Linked DNA regions of Sus scrofa: regions 1 and 3 are each linked to region 2. A link is a contact called in public HiChIP or PLAC-seq data. All regions are on one chromosome and are shown on one strand. Each heading gives the region's core, a stretch centred on a gene start, on an enhancer-like site or on the middle of the called end of the contact. The rest is flanking DNA. Distances are from core to core; before and after follow the strand shown. Region 1 holds the start of PTGR1 (prostaglandin reductase 1). Region 2 holds the start of KIAA0368 (proteasome-associated protein ECM29 homolog). Region 3 holds the start of LOC100515643 (dnaJ homolog subfamily C member 25).

Region 1 (3,345 bases), core at 369-2,868, 70 kb before region 2:
ACTTGTATTTACATTTTTTTTCTCTTCTTGGTCTAAAGATGGTCCTTTTTTCACTGGCATCGTCACTGCTATCATCATTCACAGTGTAACTGTGCAAGCACATTTAATGGTGGGTTTAATATAATATGTGATACATTTAAGTAGGATAATACCCATAGTAGCGGTTGTTTCTTACTTGGCCAAGAGATTTCATATTTTAAGTGTTAGATTACCACTTCAGTGAAATTTTAACATATCAAATGTTGGAAGAAAGAGTTCCCTTTGCTGTTTGGTCTCCTACTTAGGAAATATCTGTTGCAGCTAGAATTTATCTTTGTAATTTAACCTTTGTAATTTGGAGAATTTATCTTTGTAATTTAACCTTTGTAACTTGGAGAATATGAAGTATGATATACAAAGAGGGAAACCTAAATTCTTCATCCAGCATGAACTAAAAAATTGATTAAGATTCATGGTGGTTCTTCATTATGGAGTTGAGAGCATTACGAAAGATTCACTGTTCCATTCAGCTCTTAAACACTGCAACTATATCCATGCCTCATCTTATTTTCCTTCCCTCTCCTCTAAGGATAGAGAAAATGGATAAATTTGCTGTTGTATATCCAACTCTTATATTAAATGAGACTTAAGTTCAGGCAGTATATGAGGAATTGCCAGGTTTCTACTTATTATCTTTCAATTTAAACTGCTAGTGATTAAAAGCAATTTCAAAGGATGAAACTCTGAACTTTGCTTATTTGAAGAATCAATGGCAGGAGCATTGAAGCAAAATCCATGGAATGCATTTCTGAAATCCTAAGTAAATTAATTCAGAATCTTACCCTTTGCTGTAAACAAGCAAATAGAAGCACATCTGTTATATAAGGAAGAAAATGCTGTATGCTGATTGAGCATGCTTTTTAAAGCCTTTAAAAATACTCAGCATATAAACCTGAGTTTGAGCTTGCTGGTGTTTTTTGTTAATGTGTGTTCTCCTTTCTCAGAATTTCCAGCGTGTGCTGTAACTCATGACCTGGATTCTTTATTTGATTTACTTAACTACATGTTATGCAAGTGCATTCTAACATTGCACATATTACCAAAAGCGGGTAAAAGTAAAATTAGTCTTCTGAAAAAAGAGAGAAAGAAAGAAAACCAAGCAAAGGGAAAAAAGGAATCCTACCCTGGTTAACACAACTGGTTTAGGTAACCCTGGTCTGAGAATGTTCAGGCTGAAGAAAAAGGTGCTGAGTCTTATCTTTGGAATGATTCCATTTTTGTGAAAACCAGGGGAGAAACCTTCTAAATGTACTGAATGATTATGGAGAAGGGTAACATTTGTGGTCTTAGCATTATTTCTCCGTTTACAGGACTGACCAGGATTGGGCTCAGAGTTGGGGGTCTATAATTGACAGTGTGGGAAGCCTGGGACTGACTGGGGCCGCTGGGAGACCCGCCTTTCCCGCCTTTTCTCTCTCTCCTGCCTGCCTGAGCAGCAAGGGGCAGGGCTGGCTTTCCTACGCAGCATTTCCCCCCACCCTTCCAGAAAGCCCCGCCCTGGGGAAAGCCTCAAGCCTCACCCCCTTCGGGGATCCACCTAAACACCGGCTCCAGACGCTCTGCGGCGCAGTCCCAACCACCTGCTTTAGGTAGTGGAGCCTGCAGACTCCTGTAAGTAAACTTCCACACCCCACCCTTTGTCCCTGCCGTTTCTAGGCTCCCCTGTAGCTCGGCGTTTGCAGATTGCTCGCCCTCTCGTAACGCTGTGCCACTCTGCGTCTTGCACTCAGAGGAAACTTGGAAACAGGATGTCCCGACTGATGCTTCCTGGTCCATGCAGATTCCTGAAGCGATCGGAAAGGGCTGCGAGAGGGAAGGCCATTGCCTGGCAGCGTTGTGGGTGCGCGGCTTAGCTGCCTGCCCGGGGGAGGGGGCTGGCTAAGGAACTTGCGGGACTGCAAACCTGAGACAGGTGTGGAAGAAGAAAGGCGTCGGAATTCGGTTAAGACACGGGTGTGGGCGAGGCGAGGAGGTGGGATCTGGAGGCGAGTGTGCCCGGACCTGGCATCCCACCAGGCCCCGTTCCTCTGGCGGGTGGGGACTCACCGGGATCTTCAGCTGCCTCGGCGGCCATGCCCTTTACAGGGAAGCTTCTGGACTTTGGGTGAGTCCAGAATTCGCAGCGGCTGTCTTTCTGTGGAAAAAGAGACAAGTAGGACCCGCACAGTTGCGGGTCGCACCACCCCGACCGCTGTGTCTGCAATACGGAAGTGTCCCCTCCAGGCTGCCACTGGCCCCAATCGCGAGCACTGGGCGGGAAAGGAAAGAAAGGGCCAGCCCCTGCGGGCGCGTTTGCAGCCGATTCCCCCTGGGGGAAGGCACGGCTCCCATGTGATGCGGAAGAGATCGGTCCAAGCCTGAGGTGCTACCCCGAGAGCTCAGGGCCGCCTGAGTCATCGTCTCTTGGCCTTGTGTGCAGGCAAGTTTAAACACTGACCCTCGATTTCCCCTTTGGTGCCAAAGAGAACTCGCGCCTGAGCAGCAGCGCCGCCCGGTGGTTGTCATGTGTTCCTGAGACGGCTTGCCTCGGAAGGCAAAGCTGTCCATCTGAGAGACGTGCATAGACTTCGATTTGGTTGTGTTTGATGCTTTTCCTTAGAATTCGCTTCATGTGAGGAGAGAAGTGGAATATTTGCACGCCAGGTAGCTGTTCAGTGCCCTAACGAAACCTTCGCAGTGGCTAGGAAGAATTTGTGTGGGTTCACATTATTCCTTGCGTTGGAGATTTCCGACGTAGCCACTGTTTCCTCATCTGTACACTGACCATGATAATAACGGCTGTCTTAGAGGGAAGTTATGAGGATAGAAGGAGTTGATAAGTATGAAGTGCTTAACAGATCAATAGAAACAGTGAATACTAAGTAAATGTGATGGATGTTAACTGTTCATGATGAAGTTGATGATGGGTAGAGCCTGCCATTCCCCCCTCAGTGCAATGCGTAGGGAGCTGTAAGAATCCAGTCCCTTCAGAGGCTTGACTACGTTTACTGTGTTCTAGGAGCTTCAGGATGGTTCGTGCTAAGAGCTGGACCCTGAAGAAGCATTTTGTAGGCTACCCTACTCCTAGCAACTTTGAACTGAAGACAGTTGAACTCCCGCCCTTAAAAAATGGAGGTAAGTCAGATTCAGAAGATTTAAGTTAGAAGAAACCATATCCGTTTGCCTTTGCTGAATAATACACTACCTCCACACTCAGTGACTTCAAACCACAATCACCGATTAGTTCACAATTCTGGGGGGGTGGCAGTTTGGGCGGGATTAAGTGGGTGGTCCTACCCGGGTTAAGTGGTTAATTCAGGATGAGTG
Region 2 (3,568 bases), core at 41-2,540:
ATTCTATACTTTTGCAGGGTGGTTTTAGGAGACTCTGTTGGAGGTTATGGGAAGTCAAAGTTTCCTCAAACTAGGCCGTGGTGCAGCCATTATACATCCATGGAAATGGTCAGGAAAGGTTGCAGGCACCAAACTGCTAACAGGGATGATTTCTAGAGTAGGATGAGGGGATGGTGGGTAGGGAGGTGGGGACCTTTCCTTTTCCACTTACTTATTGTGTTGTTGGCAAATAGTTACTGTGTATTGATTTTGTGTCAACATCAAAATGTCCTCAAAAAGAGGGATTGGTTTACTTCATGTGCTATGAAGTCATTAACAAGAACAGTGGCGGTGGTGCCATTTTCAGAATTAATGGAGGAATAATTATGGGGGAAAATTCTGATACAGAATGTTATCATGAGTCTGAACCCCCTTCTCAGTTATTTTTGGGTCTGTATATGCACCTGCACAGAGACAAGGCCTCAGTGAATATACACTCACTATGCCTGTTAACAAAATAGTTTTCTCTGGGGAATGGATGGTTGGAGTGGGAGGAAGACCTTTCACTTTTTTTTGGCCATGCAGGTGGACTGCAGAAGTTCAACACCTGCCACAGCAGTAACTGGAGCCCCAGCAGTGACAACCCTGGATCCAAGGCCACCAGGAACTCTCTTTTAATTTTATCTTCTGCATCATGTGAAATTTTTTACAAGGCCACCAGGGAACTCTTTTAATTTTATCTTCTGCATCATGTGAAATTTTTTATAATTTCTCTAATAAAAACAATAAAGGACATAAATGTCTTTAATGTCGTGTTAAGTACTTTAAACTTGCCCAAGTTACATCTGGCATGACATGTTCATTTTTAAAGACATTAACGAGAGCTTTATACATTTCTGCTTTTAGGGATAAATGCAATTTCAATCCATTTAGGCTCTTGATTTTTTCCTCTTACACCAAAAAAAAAAAAAAAAAAAAAAAAAAGGAAAGAAAAAGTATCTGATCTTGTATCTAATTTGTTGTGAGGTACTGCCACTTCAAGTACAGCGATTATGCAACCTCTTAATTTGAATTCCATATTGGAAGTGTTTTTCACGTACGTGACCTCACGGACAAACTTTGAGGCATAAAGTTAAAACCAGTATAGTCAAAATAAATCACTCGGGTTACCAAAAAGGACCTCGGGATAAGAATAAAAATTTAACATTTCATATAAGCATATTTACTTGCATTTGAACTTTAAAAATCTTAGTTCCTTGAACTTTTAGTAGGGCTTAGTGATCTTCGCTCACTCGGTAGTCCAGTTCCTAAGAACATCAGAAACCTACACTCTGTCACTGCCTTTAAGTTAAAAAAGGAGCTCGGGGCGCGGGGTCGTGGGCCGAGCGCGGCGCGGGAGCTCGCCCGGGACTGAGTCAGCGGCGGGGCCGAGAAGTTCGGCGGGAGGCGCAGGGCGGGGCTTCCTCCCGCCGACTCCGAACTCGGCTCTACTTTTCCTAGTCCACGTCTCTTCCTTTGGACGGGCGTGTTTCTTCAGGTCGGGACCGGCCAACGTGACAGCCACAGACCTTTACAAAAAGAGCTCCGGCCCCGCCTTGAGGACCTCCCCAAGCCGCCGCAGCCCGGGCCAGCTCGGCCGAGCCCCTCACGGACTGCGGCGCGCCGCTCCCCGGGGCCGAGCCCGCCGTTCGCTAGGCTTTTGGGTGCCCACGTCGCGGCGCCGAGCGCAGCATCCCCGGCATGGAGACCGGCTCGGACTCAGGTCAGAGCGAGGCCCGCGCGTCCGTCTCGCGTCGGGGCCGCCGCAGGCTGCGCGGGTGTAGGGGGGCGGCGAGCAGCGGCTAGGCCGGGCCGCCCGCGCAGGCCGCCGCGTGCCGGGTCCGCGCGGGGAGCGCTCGCGGGCCGGCTCCCGCGCGCGGGGCGGGCGGCGGCAGGTGGGCAGGACAAGCCGCGAGCGAGCGAGCGAGGGCGGGCGGGCGCGCGAGGGGCCCGGCGGGGGGGCCGCTGGGAGGATGGCTCAGCTCTTTCTAAATATAAAACCGGCGTGAGTTGGGCGAGCGCGGCGCGGAGCCGCAGAGCCGCCGCGCGGGCCGAGCGCACCGGGACTCGGCCGACGGACGGCCGCGGCTCCGCAGAGGCGCCAGGCTGCGGGATTGCTGGAGTCGCGAGCTCGCGGGGGTCGGCGAGAGCGACGCGTGCAGTGAGAAGGACGCAGACGGCGGCGGCGGCAGGCGGGCCTCGTGGGCGCAGCGCGGCCCGCGCCGCGCGACCGGAGGCGGCTCCCGGCCCCTGCCGCACCGCGAGCGGCGAGCCCCCCGCGCCGCCAGTCCGCGCCCTCCCCCTCCGGCCCCTCCCTCCCTCCCCGGCGCAACATGGCTGCGGCCGCCGCCTCCGCCTCCCAGGACGAGCTGAGTAAGTGCCACCGCGAGCCTGCGGCCGCGAGCCGGAGCCGACGCTGCGCTGGGCCAGGCCGGGGCCGGGCAAGCGGGCCGGGGCGCCGGGCTGGGTGGCCGGGCGGGCGGCGGCCGCGGCAAGCAGGGGACTGGGGCTCTCGGGCCTGGCGGGCGGGCGGGGCGCCGGCCGCCGGCGGCGGCGTTTGTAGGCCTCAGGTTTGCACCGTCACGTTGCGAAATTGAAACCGGAGCCCCGGGCGGAGCCACCTCTGTGTGCGATCCGCCCCGGCCCGGAGGTTGGGGGGAGCCTAGCCCCCTGCCCGCGGGGGCTGGTTTGGCGGAGCGACCGCAGCTTCGGGGTGGCGGGCTGTGCCTGCCGTCCCGTCTGACCCTTCCTTGGCCCCTGGTCCCAAAGGTTGGGCGAGCTCTAGAAACGGAGCTTCGGGGAGGGGGAGAAGGTGCCTTATGATGACACTCTAGAAATCAGTGGAAAGGTCAAGAATAGGCGGTGACCCTCCGGTGGAGCAGGAAGGACGGCAGGGCAGGGAGCGTCGTGGCGCTAGCCGCAGGGGAAACCTCGAGGTGACAGCGCTTTCAGAAAGGAGAGCCAGTGCACACTTGACCTTAAATGTTGCAGTTTTCCAGGGGACGGCGATCCACGTTCGGGGAGAGCGATGGTCACCCCGAATCGCAGGCCGCCCCGCCTGCCGCTCGGGTTCGCCTCGGTGCTTTGTGGGAAGTGTAGTCTCAGGGCGCCGCAGGCCCACGCTGGGGTCATAGAAATTGAATTATCCCAGGACATGTATGGTAATTTCTATTTGGGTTTAGGGTGGTTAGATGAAAAGCTTTAGGTTGAAGGGTCTGTTTCTTCAGTGCTGTCCTTCAGTTTATGACAGGTACAAGAAAGGTGTTATTTAGGGATGATGTGAGTTTTAAATGGAATGAAGCAAGGGTGAGGTGTCCCAAGCCTTGTGAAGTTTCTGCTGTTCCAGCCCCCTCTGACTTTCCATATGAACGTAGCCATAAACATCATAATTTCTGTTTCTTTGGTGCTTTGCAGTTGAAAGCGACTTTTATATACATGATGTCACTTTTGCCCTCATAACAGCCTAGTAAGGCAGGTAGGTAGGAATTATCCTTGTTTTAAAGAGGAGGCAGGCTTAGATTAAGTTCCTTGTTGCTTTGCCACAAGACTA
Region 3 (3,629 bases), core at 737-3,236, 100 kb before region 2:
CTGATTGACCTCTGAATTTGTCTAAGAAAATGGCAAGAATATCCCAGGTTTCCTCCTGGCAAGATTTGCAGTACTATCTCTAACTGTCTCTATTTCTTAGCATTTATCTTCAAAGTCCTGTCTGTCATGCTCACCATTTTCATGCCAAACCTACCCATCTCCAGCCTCGGCAAGAAGGCAGCAGTCGTCAGCGTTCCTGCTGCCTCTCTTCTGAAAGTTCTCCACGTGCCCAGTGCTCCCTCCAGGGCTTTAGAAGACCAGAGGGAGGCCTTCTGGCTGCTTGTCTGAACTACTATCTTTGTTCACTGCAGAAAAATAGAGACTGGAGCCTTGGATGCTGGGCTGCCCTGATAAAGAGGGTCTTTCCCATTTTTCTGAAGTCCTTCCTCAATCCCTCTTTATCCTAAACAACAGACGACTAAGCTCTCTGGCCTCAGCACTTTCCCAGCCTCCCACGCATTGCTCAGTTAATCACCAATAAAAATTAAAATCTCACCAATGCTGGTAAGAACTTAGTAAGTTTTATGACTCCATATTATCCAAACTGTTCTGGAAAGCAAGAAGGAAGAGCCATTAACTAACTCCCTGACTCAGTATTTTCAGGTCTGGAAATCTAACCTAGAAAAATAATCCATGGTTAAATTATAGTATACCCACTCAAAGCAGTCATTAAAAGGAGACAATACAGCAAGAAGGAAAACTCTACCTCAAAAAGGGAAATTGAAAGGTTGGAAAAAAAATACCCTACGACTGCAACTGCTGTTGCATTGCCATGATGGAGCCCTTGAGGCAGTAACACTTACACCAAATATGATTTATACTCTGACTTCTTATGGTTTCATCTTCACAGTAGTAGGAGAAAACAGGATCTGGCTAAATCTCCCTATCCCCATAGACTCAATAAAACATTTGTCAAATGACTACACAGATATTCAAACCGTTTCCCCCTAGGAATTCTCAGAGTCTTAAAACACAAGTCATTAAGCACCTACTGGCAGGCCCTATACGGGGGGGGGGGGGGTTCTCATTTATTATTTAATTCTCACAACAAGCCCACAAGCAGGTATCATAGCCTTAATTGTTCATATGAAGAAACAGGTACTCTGACATACGAAGTCACTACCCAAAGTCATACAGGGGTGTCAGAGCCAAGAGTCAAGCATCCAAACATGCGATGTTCTTAGTATTTTTGTAACCTTAGACCCAAGCGAAATGTCACAATTAAACCCATCTCGAACCAACCCAATTGGTTATGTCCAATTGGCGTGATCGCATTGTCACTGGAGACCTTTCCTGTGATCTATCACAGATCCTGGTACAACAATCACCCTGCTTTCCGGGTGTGAGCTGCACGTTATTAAAATGCTTTCACTAAATCCTAAGAGTCCAAAGCTTTGCATAACAAAAGACTGTCACAAAAAGGAGAGGGCTGGATGTCCCCCCAAGACCAACAAGGCTCCCATCTTTGTTAATGGGCCGAATGGGCTGTCACGCAGCATCCTATCGGTGGTGAGGTGGCCGCGCCCCGCGCCGGAGTCACAGGAAACCTCGCTCTCGCAACCTCACCTTGAGAGTCTCGTAGGCGGTGGCCACCAGCAAGAAGGCCTCCTCCGGGCTCTGGGGCATCCATCCGGGGCCCTCGTCGCCTGGCTCCGGCCGGTAGCGGTCCGGGTGGTAGCGCCGGGCCAGCTGGCGGTAGGCCCGCGCGATCTCCGCCTTGCCCGCCGTGCGGCTGACGCCCAGGACCTCGTAGCAGTCCCGCGTGCCGCAGTAGAGACCCTCCACCAGGGCCCCCGCGGGCCGCGCCAGCAGCAGCGCCAGCAGCATGGGCGGCAGCAGCACCAACCAGCGCCGGCCGGCAGCCCGGACTCCCCGGCGCAGAGCTAGCGGCCCCGCCATCCCGGCTCGGCCGTGGCTGCAGTGCCCCAGCCGCACTCCCGCACTCGGCGGCGCGCCCGGCTCTGCCTCCGGGCCCAGCTCCACGTCAGCAGGCGGAGCTTACGCGCAGGCGCACGGGACGCGGCTGCCGCAACCACTTCCTTTACGACTGTGGCCAGGGGAGCCGGACGCTTCAGGCCCCCGCCAGCTTCCGGTGTCTTTGACCGCGCTCCTAGTCCCAGTGGCTTGAGGATTTGTTCTCAGTTGGAGAGACCGTAAGGATGTCAGTGTCTGACGTGCACTTAACCAGTGTGTGCAGAGCGCTTTACTGTCCACAGTGCCCTTCCCACCAGTCTTTTAGGCATCCTGACTTCACCTGCTGAAATTGGTCGTCCGGCTCTCTTGCCATCTGGATGTCAAGATGTGTACCCAAGGTCTCCTCACTAACCCCACTCTGCCTTTTCAAAAGGAAGCTGAACTTAGAGATTCCAGTCGCTATCCTGCCTTAAAGTTCATGGCCATTTACTGCCGGGTTTCTCAGACTCCACATTATGACATTTGGACTGGATAATTCTTTGCCTTGCAAGGCCTGTCCCATGCATTGGAAGATGTTTAGCAGCATCGTGGACACTACAGACCAAATCCCAGTTGTACCACCCGAGTCGTGACAATCAAAAATGTCTCCAGGTATTCTCAAATGTATTCTGGGGGTAGGGCTGCCAGAAACAAATAGTGGTTGCTCAGTTAAATTTGTATCTCAAATAAACAAATTTCTAGTGTACTATACCCAAATATTGCATGGACTGTGTAGCACAAGAACTTTGCTTTAAAAAGGGTTGTTTCTGGAGTTCCCATTGTGGTGCAGTGGTTAACGAATCCGACTAGGAACCATGAGGTTGCGGTTTCGATCCCTGCTCTTGCTCAGTGGGTTAACGATCCGGCGTTGCCGTGAGCTGTGGTGTAGGTCGCAGACGCGGCTCTGATCCCACGTTGCTGTGGCTCTGGCGTGGGATGGCAGCTACAGCTCCGATTCGACCCCTAGCCTGGGAACCTCCATATGCCAAGGCAGCGGCCCAAGAAATGGCAAAAAGACATCAAAATAAAATAAAAAGTGTTGTTTCTGTCATTCACTCAGTAAATACTTACTGAGTCTTTACTATGAGCTAGGCACCGTTGTAGGCTCTGGGCATATAGTAGTGAGCAGGGCAGACAAGATTCTTGGTTTCAGGAAGTATATATTCTGCTGGAGAATGATAAACAAGGAGTTCCCCCTTGTGGCTCAGTGGTAATGAACCCGACTAGTCTTCTTGGGGATGCAGGTTTGATTCCTGGTCCCGCTCAGTGATGTAGGAATCCAGTGTTGCTGTGAGTTGTGGTGTAGGCCGACGGCTGCAGCTCCGATTCAGCCCCTAATCTGGGAACTTCCATATGCCACGAGCATGGGCTTAAAAAGAGAGAGAATGATAGGCAATAAACAAGCAAATGAACTATAAAACAAAATTTTTGAGAAAATGAAACAGCGTAAAGATAAATATATAATATTATATAAGCATATTTACACTGTGTGTGTATGTATGCATATGATATACATGAATGTATAACATATTAAGAGATATAGAATCAATAGAAACACATAGGAGAGTAGCCTAACTTGAAATTATCAAAGACAAGTGTTAGGTCAATTATTTCAAGAGGAATTAACATCTAAATTGACTTTAAAAGGATAGAGGATAATTTGAGGGTTGGGAGTG

What was found. HiChIP or PLAC-seq counts read pairs in DNA pulled down with a chosen protein or histone mark.
Region 1: an H3K27ac HiChIP or PLAC-seq map of alveolar macrophages shows a contact between it and region 2. The contact joins the promoter of PTGR1 here to the promoter of KIAA0368 in region 2. A contact is called at or near these places in 4 of 47 Hi-C or Micro-C datasets (adipocytes, heart right ventricle, liver and 1 more) and 2 of 2 datasets of contacts at active chromatin or transcription factors (alveolar macrophages and skeletal muscle).
Region 3: an H3K27ac HiChIP or PLAC-seq map of alveolar macrophages shows a contact between it and region 2. The contact joins the promoter of LOC100515643 here to the promoter of KIAA0368 in region 2. A contact is called at or near these places in 1 of 5 promoter capture datasets (liver), 4 of 47 Hi-C or Micro-C datasets (fetal heart ventricle, liver and skeletal muscle) and 2 of 2 datasets of contacts at active chromatin or transcription factors (alveolar macrophages and skeletal muscle).

The regions. Positions count from the first base shown.
Region 1 is chr1:252,393,706-252,397,050 of Sscrofa11.1, reverse strand. It overlaps PTGR1 (prostaglandin reductase 1), which reads left to right and starts at 1,618. Exons shown (of 10, transcript NM_214385.1): 1 at 1,618-1,650; 2 at 3,038-3,153. The coding sequence starts at 3,048. LOC110256066 (a long non-coding RNA gene) reads right to left here and starts at 2,227. Exons shown (of 2, transcript XR_002337285.1): 1 at 2,086-2,227; 2 at 87-1,942.
Region 2 is chr1:252,322,790-252,326,357 of Sscrofa11.1, reverse strand. It overlaps KIAA0368 (proteasome-associated protein ECM29 homolog), which reads left to right and starts at 1,290. Exons shown (of 49, transcript XM_021067464.1): 1 at 1,290-1,741. The coding sequence starts at 1,720.
Region 3 is chr1:252,424,714-252,428,342 of Sscrofa11.1, reverse strand. It overlaps LOC100515643 (dnaJ homolog subfamily C member 25), which reads right to left and starts at 1,986. Exons shown (of 4, transcript XM_021067479.1): 1 at 1,567-1,986. The coding sequence starts at 1,899.